Regions from separate parts of the Sus scrofa genome. Here all the other regions are linked to region 1. The links are chromatin contacts, called in public HiChIP or PLAC-seq and promoter capture Hi-C maps. All regions are on one chromosome and are shown on one strand. The core of a region is the stretch at or near the end of the contact, and the rest is flanking DNA. Distances in the headings are between cores, read along the strand shown. Region 1 holds the start of LOC100514500. Region 2 holds the start of LARP1 (la-related protein 1). Region 3 holds the start of CNOT8 (CCR4-NOT transcription complex subunit 8). Region 4 holds the start of MRPL22 (39S ribosomal protein L22, mitochondrial).

Region 1 (3,180 bases), core at 536-3,035:
TGTCTATTTTGCAAGAAGGGTGGTATAGACAATTTTATCTTTTTTTTTTTAGGGCTGCACCTGTGGCATATGGAGGTTCCCAGGATAGGGGTCAAATTGAGGCTGTAGCTGTGGCCTACACCACAGCCATGGCAACACCAGATCCAAGCCTCGTCTGCGACCTACATAACTCAAGGTACCACTAGATTCTTTACTCACTGATTGAGGCCAAGGATTGAACCTGCGTCCTCATGAATGCTAGTCAGATTCATTTCCGATGAGCCATGACTCGAACGCCCACATACACAATTTTAACAGATTGCCAAAGAGCCTTACAAAAACAGCTATATCATTTAAAATTCCCTCCAAATGTGATTAAGAATAGCCCAATCACAGGCTGCCTGGGTTAAATAACCTCATCTGTGAATTCCAAGATTCACAGCCAGTCTGCTCTGATTAGCAGTTCAGTTTGTAAAGTTGTCTTGAAAACTGCGAATGTCAGAGTTCCTGTTGTGGTGCAGCAGAAACGAATCCAACTAGTATCTCTAAGGATGTGGGTTCGATCCCTGGCCTTGCTCAGTGAGGAGCCTGCATTGCCATGAGCTGTGGTGCAGGTCGCAGACATGGCTCGGATCTGGTGTTGCTGCGGCTGTGCTGTAGGTCAGCAGCTATAGCTCTGATTTGACCCCTAGCCTGGGAACTTCCATATGCTGGGGGGGGGGGCCTAAAAAAAAAAAAAAAACCTGCAAATGTCCTCGTCCACCTTTTAAGAAATCTTTCACGGGCTCCTCATCTCCCTCCGAGTAAAGTCCAAATTCCTTAGTAAGGCTAACGAGATCCTGGAGGTTCCTTAAATCAGAAAACCTGTGGCGGATCCTCTCCTCTGAGCCGAGATCCCTTCCTTGCCCCCAAAGTCCCATATGCCCCTTCCCCAGTTTCCCCGAGCTCGCGGAGGAGCTTCCAGGCCCTGGTTTGTTCAATGGGTGGCAGCAAGCAGGGTCAGCAGCATCTTGATCATCCCTGACCCCAGCCCCTGGAGTTCATTAAGTGCTGAATGAGAGAGGCTGATGCAGGAGTGGGGCTTGGGGGGCGGGGGGCAGAGGGACGCTCCCATTTAGCTTCTGGGGCTGCACCCCGACCCCACCAGGCTGCCTCCCCTGTCCTTTCGCCCCCAGCAGAGGCTCCACGTGCATTATTTCCAAATTTACAAAATTTTGAGACCCTCCCCAGGACCACGTGCCTGCAAAGGAGACTCAAACGAGGCGTGTCTCTGTATTTCCATGTGAAATGCTCAGGGTGACCAATAGAGGGCCTAACAAAAGGCTAGAAGACGTGGACAGGACCGGGCTGGAGCGTCACTTAGCCTCTGGTGTTTTAGGGACGCTTTGGGGTGTCCATAGGAGTTTGACAAACTACCTTTTCAAGATGTAACGACTACAAGAAATAAGGCCCCACACCTAGGGCAACTGGAAATGGGAATGACAATGGTGGTGACGCACAGGATGTTACAGGAAGGGCCAAGCTGCCGGGAGAATGAACAAACTCTTGTTCCTCGGTCAACACCCACTAGCCGACCTGCAGCAGCACTTGCCCAGAAGGGCAGAGTAGAAACGAGTGTCCTCAAAGTCAACAGTTTTCACGTGCGACCTTTTTACAAGCCCTTAGGTACACAACGGGAGTTACCTTCTCCTCTGGCTTTCCTTGAACGGTTGTCCAGTAATAGTGCTGACTAATGCTGAGAACCAGCAAGTGCCCTTAGGCGGCCGCGTGGAAATAAAAAAGTTGGCATAAGAGGAAAAAAATAAAATAAAGCAACGGGAAACTTCACCATCTGGTTCGGCTGGTACCAAATTGTGCGGGAAAAGCGGGAGAAGGGGGCCTCAGGGACCGCACCCAACAAGTGAAGAAAGGAAAGGGAAAAGGACAGAAGCCGGGGCCAAGAAAGCCTCAGAACCTCCCCAGAAGGCAAGGCGGCCCCCGGGGCTCAGCCTCCTCGGTACCGTTCAACCCCGGCGTCAATCACCTCTTTTCCGCGCTGCGATTGGGCCGGGGCCCCCCAGCCACCCTGGCGCCCACCTCCTAGTTGCTTGGGGTTTACTTCCCCAAAGTACAAGGGCCCCACCTTGTGGATCAACCGCTCCTGCATGGAAAACGGATCTCCGCCCAGGGGAAGACGTTTTAACGAATGGGAACGGCTGCACGCACTTATTGGCTACCGTGGATATCGGTCAAAGAAGTTCCCAGCCCCTTCCCCACCGTACCTTTCCGTTATTGGTCTCTCTCAGTGCCAATCCGTCACTAGGGAAACGAGATCCTTACAGGCTCATAGGCAAAAGTCAAAGCCAATCAAGAGCCACGCCTTCATCCTGAGTCAGTACCCAATTGCTGCGCGAAGAGCTCAGAGGACGCCGTCGGGATTGGCCACTAGCCTGCCCGACTTGGCCGCAACAAGTTAGTCTGAGTCTCGGTTATATAGCCCGGCGACGGAGCACGCGTGTGTGCGGACGCAGTTGCGTGAAGGGTATTTGCCTTTTGCCTTGCGGTGGAGCAGAGCTTGTTCCTCTCCCGTTCAGCCGTGCAGGTACGGCAGGGTGTGGGCGGGGCTGGACCGGTAGGAGGGCGAGCTGGGGCAGAGGTGAGAGGGAGACGTCCGAACGGCGACTGTGCGAGCTCCCCCTCCCCACCTCCGCCCCAACGGCCGCAGGCGCGCGCGGCAGGCGCACGGGCGCGCAGGAGCTCTCCGCCCCCCGCCCCCACCGGCCGGCGCGCGTGGCCGTGTCCGCGTTCGCGGCGTGCGCGTGCCGCGCCCAACGGCCACGCGGGGCGAGAGCGAGCCGCAGCCGCCGCCCGAGCCCCAGAGTGCTCTCGAGGGCCTGGGGCCCCGCGCGGCGAGCTCGCCAGCTTTTCCCGCCCGCACCCCCACGCGCCATCCGAGTCCTTTCCTGGCTGTAGCTCCAGCTTAATCCCAGACCAGAGAAGGCTTTTATGGGGGGGGGGGGGCACGAAAGTGCGATGAGAATTTCTGGACTCGGGAAGCAGAAGTGCTGCCCCCCAAGCTTTTACAGCGAGTGAAGGGTAAGCAGCGACTTCGTGGATGTCGAATGATGATAGTACTAACTACTCATCTTCTAAGCCCTCCCTCTGTGCCAGGCACAGTCGTGCGCACCTTGTGTGTTTCCCCTTTAGTCCCGCAATGTCCCG
Region 2 (3,002 bases), core at 180-2,679, 2.8 Mb after region 1:
GAAATGCCAGGCCAGGGATGGAACCTGTACCACAGTTGCAACCTGTGCTCCAGCTTTGGCAACCTGAGAGCTTTAACCCACTGTGCCACACAGGAACTTTTAGGTTATTTCTTAAGCGGGTGGGATCCCATCTAGCCAGAGGCCAGGACTTCTCCAAGTGAAGTGTGGAACCACAAGCACCCAAGGGTCTTGTTAGATATGCAGATTTCTGGATCCAAATGCTTTGGAATCTGCATTCAGGGTTTTCCCTCATCATTGAAACTAATCTAGTCTAACCTATTACTGTAAATTATTGTCTTAGATGCAAGACAAGCACCTGTTTCTCAGTTTGTTGTCTTTCTCACCATCTTAGAATGTAAATTCCGTGAGGATAGGGACTTTGTTAGCCTGGTTTATTTCCAAACTCTGTTTCCTAGGACCTCCACGGTAAATATTTATTTAATTGAATGTGCACTAAAATTTGGAACCGCTGTCACACCATTCTTTATTTTACAGTAGGGAAACTGAGGCCCAAAGACTGCAGAGTTGGTAAAGGGCAGGATCAAGGTCAGTATAAAAATCTCAGAACTCCTGAGTCTCATTCGGGCATTGGTTCATCTCTGCCCCAAGCAATCTTTATAAAAAATGAAATCCACTTGACAAAAAAGACATTTTCTGCCCATAAAACTTGGTTTCAGAACTTGGCTGGGTTGGGAGCGCTTGGTTATCCCCAGCTCACTTCCTAGGCGCGCGCGATGCCCCCAAGGGGTAAAGGCCCGCCTTCCAGACCGGGCGTCGAATCCAACTCGGGGCAGTGTCCCCGGCCGGGGCGGCGGGGAGGAGCCGAGCACAGTCCGCGGAGGTGAGACAGGCTCTCCCAAGGTCACCCAGGCGGGGCTTGGAGGAGCCAGGCCCACAGGACGCCAGGGAGCCGGCAGCACCCCCCTCCACCATCCCTTAAATCGAGGGTGACATTAATGGCTCCTTCCCTGGAATCTGGCGCACCCAACGTAAAGAGCGCGAGCAGGCCCAGCCGGCCGCGTGGCCGGTTCCCATGTGCTCCACCTGCTGCCGCTCTCACGCGCTACCTCTTTAAGACACTTCCCCCACTTTACCACCCCTTCTCTCTAGCCCGGCTCACTGCCCCACCCCCCTTCCGAATTGCATCAGGCACGTGCTCGCCCCCGTCGGGTCTGAGTACCCCTCACCAGCCAGCGCCGGAGGTGCGCCGAGAAATTGGAGGCGAGGGGCGGGGCGAGGGGCGGGGCCGCGGGGCCGTACGGGCGCGCTCCCGCCGCCTTCGCCCGTTCGTCGCCCAGGGCCGGCCCTAGCGGGCGCGCCCCCGCTGCGCCCTCCCCTCCCCCGCCCGCTGCGTCGCGAGGCGCGTGCCCGCCCGCCGCCTGCCGCGGATCGCGTGGTCAGCTCGGCTCGCCGCGCCTCTCCCCCGTCCGTCCATATTGCTGCAGCCCCCGAGCCGGGAAGCCCGGGCCGCCCCGGGGGCGGGGGGGAGGGAGGGACGGGACGAGAAGCTTGCCAGGCTCGGGGTGGGGGCGCCTTGCGAGGAACGGGCGGGGGGGACGCGCGCCGAGGAGGCCTGGACCGCAGAGTGGGGGGCCTTCCTCCCCCCCCCCGCCCCGCCAGCAGGCCTTGGATTTACGGCGGCTGCATCCGACCGGGAGGGGGGCCGCGCCTAGCGTGAACCCGGACCCTTCTCCGCAGGCACTGGGGCCCAGCGCCCCGGAGGAAGGAGTCGCGGGGGCTCTGAGAGCCAAGTTCGAGGCGGGGGAGGCAGCCTCGGGCGCGCCCGGCTTCTCCGGGGGGGCGGGCGCGCAGATGGCCACTCAGGTGGAGCCGCTGCTGCCGGGGGGCACCCCGCTCTTGCAGGCCGAAGAGCACGGGGGGCTGGTGAGGAAGAAGCCGCCGCCGCCGCCGCCCGAGGGCAAGGGCGAGCCCGGGGCGAACGACGTCGGAGGGGGGGAGCCGGACGGCGGCGCCCGGAGACCTCGGCCGCCCTACGCCAAGCCGCACAAGGAGGGCACCGGGCAGCTGGAGCGCGAGAGCCCGCGGCCGCCGCAGCCTCCCGGCGCCGAGGGCCTGGCAGTCAGCGACGGAGAAGAGGGCGGCGGCGAGCCGGGCGCTGGCGGAGGAGCTGCGGGAGCCGCGGGCGCCGGGCGCCGAGACTTCGTGGAGGCCCCTCCGCCCAAGGTGAACCCGTGGACTAAGAACGCGCTGCCGCCGGTCCTGGCCACCGTGAACGGACAGTCTCCTCCAGGTGGGTCTCCCTGCTTGTGATCTTGGGTTCGGGGGCCTCTTCCGGGGCCTTAGGCGTCCCCTCCCCCAGCGGCCTCCAGGGCCCGGGGGTCCGCCACTGGTCCTGGTGACTCGGGTTTTTTTTTTTTTTTTTTTTTTTTATTAGCTCCCTTTAATTTAGGTCGCCATACCCTGCCCCCCAGCATGCTCGGGAACCTGTCCCTACCGGAGGGCCCGGCCTCCGGGAGGCTATAGCCACCGCCCGGGCCGCAGCGGTTAGTGGGCAACGGCGTGGTTCGGGCCTACCTCGCCGGGAGAGGGTGGGCGCTGGTTTCGGTGAAAAAAGCCCTTTCCCTCCCACCGCGTGTTTGTGTAGGAGACTGTTTGTAGCCTGAAACATTTCTCGGGAAGCCCCCTCTTCCCACCTCGCCCCTTGCTGTCCGTTTTGGTGGCGTTGCGATTGTCCCTATGTTGTAAATGTTTAATGAGCATATGTCATGGGCAGCAAAACACCCGGCGACGAGTTTATACCGACCACAAGGATTCGGGATTTAAAAGTTAAGTTTTTTGCTCGAGCACATAGTGTTAGGCGGTAGAATGGCTACTGGCGAAAGGTTGAGGGGTCTATTGCAGGGAGAATCGGGAGGAAAGGAAACCCAGCATGTCCCTGAATTGGGTGCTTTCCCTGTCTGCTCCCGGGGACCTTCCGCCTTTAGACCATGCCTCTGGATGGCGAGTGTGCGGGGATCCAGTAAGGGGGAAATGTAAGGCGA
Region 3 (3,308 bases), core at 791-3,290, 2.9 Mb after region 1:
GGAGAAGGAAAATTAAATGAGTTACAAATAAAATAATAGGATATCTATTTCTGGATTTTAAAAAGTGAACTTTTGATTTTAAAAAATGAACTCTGATCTTTTTCTTTCTTTTTTTTGGTCTTTTTAGGGCTGAACATGAGGCATGTGGAGGTTCCCAGGCTAGGGGTCCAATCGGTGCTATAGCTGCTGGCCTACGCCAGAGCCACAGCAGCACAGCATCCAAGCCTTGCTGCAACCTGTACCACAGCTCAAGGCAACGCCAGATCCTTAACCGCTGAGCAAAACTAGGGATCGAATCCGCGTCCTCATGGGTGCTAGTTGGGTTTGTTAACTGCTGAGCCACGACGGGAACTCCCTGAACTCTGTCAGAGATCAAAAGTTTTTTCAGATTGTAATCAGAAGACCGAAATAATACTTAAATGCTTAGTCATGGAACATGATCTCTGCTTTATATTTACGAGAAGTTTGACGCTCTGTTGATAATTTTTAAGTCAGAAGGTTTTTCTGTAACACAGGAAAAGTGGGGACAACATATTTCAAAAGCTGGAAGTTAATTCCACCAATGCCAAGGAAAAAAGCCAGCTGGGTGCACTCTTCAGTTGAATGTAAAGATATATATATGATCTGATAAAAAAACAACATTAAATAAGGCGACTGACCCTGGCTAAGCTTGAGGCCAAGGGCACTGTAACAATGGTATTACTCAATTGATAGGCATCTAGGTATGTCAGCATTACTCTAAGGAATGTAAAGAAGTTTGAGGGGAGCGTTCCTGTCCTGGCTCAGCGGAAACAAAACTGAATAGCATCCATGAAGATGCAGGTTCGATCCCTCGCCTTGCTCAGTGGGTTAAAGATCTAGCGTTGCCAGGAGTTGTGGTATAGGTCGCAGGTGTGGCTCAGATCCTGCGTGGCTATGGCTGTGGTGTAGGCCAGCAACTACAGCTCTAATCTGACTCCTAGCCTGGGAAACTCCATATGCCAAGGGTGTGGCCAAAAAGAAAAAAAAAAAAAAAAGAATTTTGAGGGAGTTCTTGTTGTGGCTCAGCAATAACGAACCTGACTGGTATCCATGAGGTTGCAGGTTTGATCCCTGACCCTGCTCAGCTGGGTAAGGATCCAGTGTTGCTGTGAGCTGTCATGTAGGTCTCAGACTCAGCTCAGATCCTGAGTTGCTGTGGCTCTGGTGTAGGAAAAGAATATAGTTCCCACTTCCATATGCCAAAGATGCGGCTCTAAAAAGCAGAAAGAAAAAAAGAGTTTTGAAACTTGGGCTCATGGAGTGAGTGGTATTATATGCCTGGAGGCATTTACCTTCTGCCCCACTTTCAAAATATTTCAAACACAAATATGTATTTTAGCTTTTCCTACACATTTCCTAGCTTAAGAAATGTACCTTGTTAGATTTACTTAGAATTGGTAATAATAGAAAGGTTTGTCTAGCTAAGGATATCAGCCTGCCTGGTTCTTACAGAGACCCATTTTGCAACCAATGTTTCTGTTTTTTTATACCTATACTCCCCCAGCTGAGAAGATGTGTTCAAGCCTTACTTTCCATAGTCTGTAGTTCAAAAACAATCGTTTTGGAAGTTCCCTTGTGGCGCAGCAGGTTGAGTTAAGGATCCAGTGTCGCTGCATTTCCCTTAAAATGTGAAATTATATTATTGACTATGTTCTTTTCCACCTACCCTTTGATTCCTTTGGTGCTTCTCCCTGCCATCAGCGGTTTACACAATTGTTCCAGTTTTGCAATAGCCTAAGTGCAACATAAAATCCGTTGTTCCACAAATACTCCAAGTTCTCTGGAAATACAAGCGATCAGTGTGTTCATTTTACCTTTACCTTCAGTAACCTGAGAAATGAACACAGTTCTGGGAGAGGGGGTATTGTGGGGTAGGAGATGGAGTGTGTTTCCTGTTTGATTGTTTCAGCAGACACCAGGACCAGTGCTGCAGGAAAAAACAAGCTGTTCCTCACATGACTAGATCCCCAGAGGGCTATCCTCTCCTGAAAGTAATTACAAGTGTATGAAAGGACATTAGAAACTCACAGGACGGGGGAAAGGAGCGTCTTGCCTGCTTTCTCGGCACAGTATTGCTGAACAGAATGATTAAGTCTGCAGCACTAACACAGACTGGATATCTCACGGATGACAAACTGAGGCAGGCCAGAAACACTTCTTTTTTCTTTTCTTTTTTTGTCTTTTTGCCTTTTCTAGGGCCGCACCTGAGGCATATGGAGGTTCCCAGGCTAGGGGTCCAATCGGAGCTATAGCTGCTGGCCTACACCAGAGCCACAGCAACGCCGGATCTGAGCGGCGTCTGCAACCTACCCCACAGCTCACGGCAACGCTGGATCCTTAACCCACTGAGCAAGGCCAGGGATCGAACCCGCAACCTCATGGTTCGTTAACCAGTGAGCTGCGAAGGGAACGCCTAGGAACATTTCTTGGTTGAATACACTTATATATCTTCCTTAGTGCGGTGTGGTTTTCCTATGTATTAACACAGACATTGTGTGAGATTGTTACTCATATCTCTATGTTATGGGAGAAGGAAACAGACTCATCAGGAGGGGAGAAGAGGAGGCGTGTTCAGAAGGTGCATTTGATGGGTTGGGAGTGCACTTTCCTGGAGACTAGCCTTTGGGACTCTAGGTTAGAATTGCCGATGAAGGCTTGCCCTGCCTCCAGCCTGGGAAACGGATGTGGGGTTTTAGAGATTGCTTTTAGGAGGTAATGTTTAAACGTAGAAAGGCGCAGTGATTCGGGGGTGAATTTGAAATCCACTTATCAGCAGCCCCCTTCGAGTGGAGGCATCTAGGAGTGTAACTAGAGCCATGCTCTGCGGAGTCTGCTGCACCGTCCCTCAGGGATAGAGTGGAGTTTCTGAGCCGGTGACTGAGGGCGGCCTGGAATTGTCAGCTGTGTGCGGGAAACCAGCGCTTTGTCTTCTCTCCCACAGCTGGAGAACGCGAGGCAGCGCTGAACCTTCCCCGCCTGGTCAAATACTGCCAAGGACAGGTGTTGGCAAAGAGCTCTCTTCTCAAATAGGATTCACAGTGAATCGGAGGGAAGGTGGGGGCTAAAAGGATACTGCTAAGCGAGGCCGGGGCACCACTGCTCTCGTATGGAGGATCCCACGAGCTCGCCTAGCGTCCGCCAGGTCTCGGAGGTTCTCCGAAAGCGGGAGGGCGGCAGCGCTGGCCCAGTGCCTCCCCCACCGGGCAGCGTCTTCTTTGTTACCCGAGCAAACCCCAGCGGGCTGGCTGCTATGGTAATGCTGGCTGCCCAAACCGGCGAGGGTGGGA
Region 4 (2,904 bases), core at 98-2,597, 3.0 Mb after region 1:
TGAGAAACTAGTAAGCCACGGTACCTGATGGAGTGCATGTTCGGTCACAACTGTTTTTGTCTCTACATCCCAGATTTTCACAGTCCCATCGTCAGAGCTGGTGGCACAGAGGTTGTATTGACCCAGGTGATGACAAAATGTGAAGCCAGAGACCCTTTCGGTGTGTCCCACCAACTCCCCTATGACTTCAAGCAAAATCAGATTCCAGGTTAAAGTGCTACCTAAGCTTCCTTGGCAGAATCTTACTGTTAAGTGGTGATTGAGACTTCACTTAGCCCATGGAAGAACTCACAATTAGAGACCCCAAGTGCTGGTACTGCCTTTACCTGGGTTTAGACATGTCTTTTTTATCTCCTTGGGCCTCAGTCTTCTCAAATCTATAAAATGCTGTTCATATCCCTTGATATGCCCAGTTCTCAGACTGAGGAGCAGCTCAGTGGAAGCAAGTAAAAGAGATTCTTATCTAGATCTAGCCAGACATCGTTTGGAACAGAATAAATATCTGGCATCCCATATCCTAAGGCATAAGCAAAACCTGGGTTGGAGCCTGAAAGCATCCGGCTCAAGTCCTTCATCTTACAGAAATTAGTATCATAAATTTGCAAGATCTCCCTTAAGGCGTGCAGCTATTAGGCAGCCCTCAACCCCAAGGAGCTCTCAGGGGGCCCGCACGCACTGGGTTGGGGAGGAAGGCCTAGATGTTCTAAATATCTGAAAAGAGACAGGGTTAACTTTTCAGTAAGCAGAGGATCCACGTGAGAGCGCCAGGAGGCGGGACCGCTCGGCCACAGCGTGGTGTATAGCTCAGCCTTGTAGACTGGGACGCGAGTCAGCTTAGTTGGCCGTAAGGAGACCCTTCTCCTTCCCGAGCCTCAGTTTCCTCATCTAAAGAGATGGGGGTGGCTAGAAATGCCCACTCGGAGCCTGCAGGGAACTCAGGAAGGGCAAGAGGGCTGGGGCCAAGAGGTGGGGAATTACCTCGAAATGGGGGCGTCCCTGGTATCGCGTCCGCGCCTGGGCCCACGCGGACAAGGAAGACGGAGGTCCGTGCCGCGAAGCCGAAGAGGCCCCCGGGCACGGCATCGCTGCATCGGGAGCAGTACCAGTTAGGGGAGGGCGGCAGCGTGCGCGGTTCCTGAGCCATGATCACTGCCACCCAGGGATGAGGGAAGCAACTACTTGCGCAGACCTTTCGTAGCCCCACGCTGTAGCCAGGAAGGGGCGGGGTTGACTCGGAGCCCCGCCCCTTCGGGCCCGCCGCTACGGCGCGCGCGGAGGTCCAGGCCGCACCGCTGGCTCGGCTACTGGTGTCGCTGGGCTGGGAAGGGCGGGGTCCAGAGCGCGGCGCTCCGCCGCGGAACCTCGCCTGCGGCTGGAGCGTCTAGGGCGGCTGGAGCCCAGCCCAGGGGTTAGGCATTTTTCACTTCTCACAGCAATTAAGAGGTTAGAACGCTTTTTTCCCTGGACCTATTCAACCCCTATCCCATCAAATATTTTTTTTAAAGGGTTTCCGCAACTGGGTGAAAATTCTGTCTCTGGGTTTTTGATACTCAAGTAAAAGCAGAATAGTGACTCTTTTGATCTGATTACCCGTCAACTCTGTGAAGGGACTATATGTTAAGTGCTGTGGAGGAAAAAGAACGGAAGTTCCCTTCCAGCTCAAACATCCTAAAATGCTCAGATTCTGTACTTACACTCTTCTACTCCCTATTGCATGTTTGCATTGGGTATCTTGAACTCCGGCATACCCAGCAAATAAAATTTGAGATATCTCTGCAAATAAAGGGAGGTCAAATATATTTGGATGTGGGTACGACCATAACTTTGGAGGCATCCAACCCTAGATTGACCTCTTTTTTCCAGTTGTCTGAGACTTTAACCTATCCTAAACCTGTTTCTCATTTGAAGAAGGAAGATGATAATCCAGGCCTTGTTGGATTGCTGTGGGGAATACATGAGATTTAGTCAAATGCCTACTGGCCATATTTGGCAGCAAGTGCCTGACGATTATTAACTCTTAGCTCTTGGAGGTGAACCTGGAGCATCATACTTTGTATTTGAACTGCTTGTTCTTTATTTTCAATTATTTATTTTACTACTATTATTATTTTTGCTTTTTAGGGTCACACCCGCGGCATATGGAGGTTCCCAGGATAGGGGTTGAATCGGAGCTGTAGTCACTGGCCTAGGCCATAGCCACAGCAACGCCGGATCCTTAACCTACTGAGCGAGGCCAGGGAACAAACCAGATTCCTTTACGCTGCGCCCTGACGGGAACTCTTGTTTTCATTTATTTATCAAATATTTTCAATATTATATTAATTTCAGGTGTACAACGATTCACAATTTGTAATGATTCCATTCAAAAGTATTATAAAATATTGGCTATATTTCCTGTGCTGTACAATAGATCCTTGTAGCTTATTTTATACCTAGTAGTTTGCATGTTCTTTAAAAGAGCTTTCACATGATCTCTAGTGATCTTTACTAGCCAGTGCCATAGGGATACTTATTTGTTTTACTGACAACAAAACCGAAACCTTCCCAGGTTAATTGGCTTGTTCACGGTCTCTGTTTTCCTAACCCTTCAGGCCATTTGTGAGGTGTTATCCAGTTTTTCCGGATCCTGACGAGTTTCCGGAAAATCGCTAGGTTGGAGCCTTTATTAAGTCATTCATTCCCTAGCAAGGCTGGCCCAACCGCACCTTTTACTCCTGAAGCGTGTTCGAAGTCTCCATGACAACCCCCTAGGCGTCTTTGGGACCCGGGATTGGGGGCGGGGAGAAAGCCGGAGAATCGCGCACGCGTCTTGCCCACGCGGCGTTTGAACGCGGAGGCTTCCGTAGCGGGAGGGAGAAAGATGGCGGCGGCGGTACTGGAGCGTTTGGGTAAGGACCGTTTAGG

What was found. Promoter capture Hi-C pulls out the DNA fragments that hold promoters and counts their contacts. HiChIP or PLAC-seq counts read pairs in DNA pulled down with a chosen protein or histone mark.
Region 2: an H3K27ac HiChIP or PLAC-seq map of skeletal muscle shows a contact between it and region 1, with 5 times the contacts expected there. The contact joins the promoter of LARP1 here to the promoter of LOC100514500 in region 1. A contact is called at or near these places in 1 of 5 promoter capture datasets (liver), 3 of 47 Hi-C or Micro-C datasets (omental adipose tissue, skeletal muscle and subcutaneous adipose tissue) and 1 of 2 datasets of contacts at active chromatin or transcription factors (skeletal muscle).
Region 3: a contact with region 1 is called in an H3K27ac HiChIP or PLAC-seq map of skeletal muscle, with 12 times the contacts expected there. The contact joins the promoter of CNOT8 here to the promoter of LOC100514500 in region 1. A contact is called at or near these places in 2 of 47 Hi-C or Micro-C datasets (both in liver) and 1 of 2 datasets of contacts at active chromatin or transcription factors (skeletal muscle).
Region 4: a promoter capture Hi-C map of liver shows a contact between it and region 1, with 6 times the contacts expected there. The contact joins the promoter of MRPL22 here to the promoter of LOC100514500 in region 1. A contact is called at or near these places in 1 of 5 promoter capture datasets (liver) and 1 of 47 Hi-C or Micro-C datasets (skeletal muscle).

What each region holds. Positions count from the first base shown.
Region 1 is chr16:71,275,334-71,278,513 of Sscrofa11.1, reverse strand. LOC100514500 reads right to left here and starts at 1,785. Exons shown (of 2, transcript XR_002339616.1): 1 at 1,663-1,785. G3BP1 (G3BP stress granule assembly factor 1) reads left to right here and starts at 2,430. Exons shown (of 12, transcript NM_001205405.1): 1 at 2,430-2,560.
Region 2 is chr16:68,450,032-68,453,033 of Sscrofa11.1, reverse strand. LARP1 (la-related protein 1) reads left to right here and starts at 1,429. Exons shown (of 19, transcript XM_021076708.1): 1 at 1,429-2,251. The coding sequence starts at 1,813.
Region 3 is chr16:68,350,752-68,354,059 of Sscrofa11.1, reverse strand. It overlaps CNOT8 (CCR4-NOT transcription complex subunit 8), which reads left to right and starts at 2,040. Exons shown (of 7, transcript XM_013984900.2): 1 at 2,040-2,161.
Region 4 is chr16:68,277,546-68,280,449 of Sscrofa11.1, reverse strand. It overlaps MRPL22 (39S ribosomal protein L22, mitochondrial), which reads left to right and starts at 1,347. Exons shown (of 7, transcript XM_021076707.1): 1 at 1,347-1,443. It overlaps GEMIN5 (gem-associated protein 5), which reads right to left and starts at 1,229. Exons shown (of 28, transcript XM_013984899.2): 1 at 979-1,229; 2 at 25-185. The coding sequence starts at 1,144.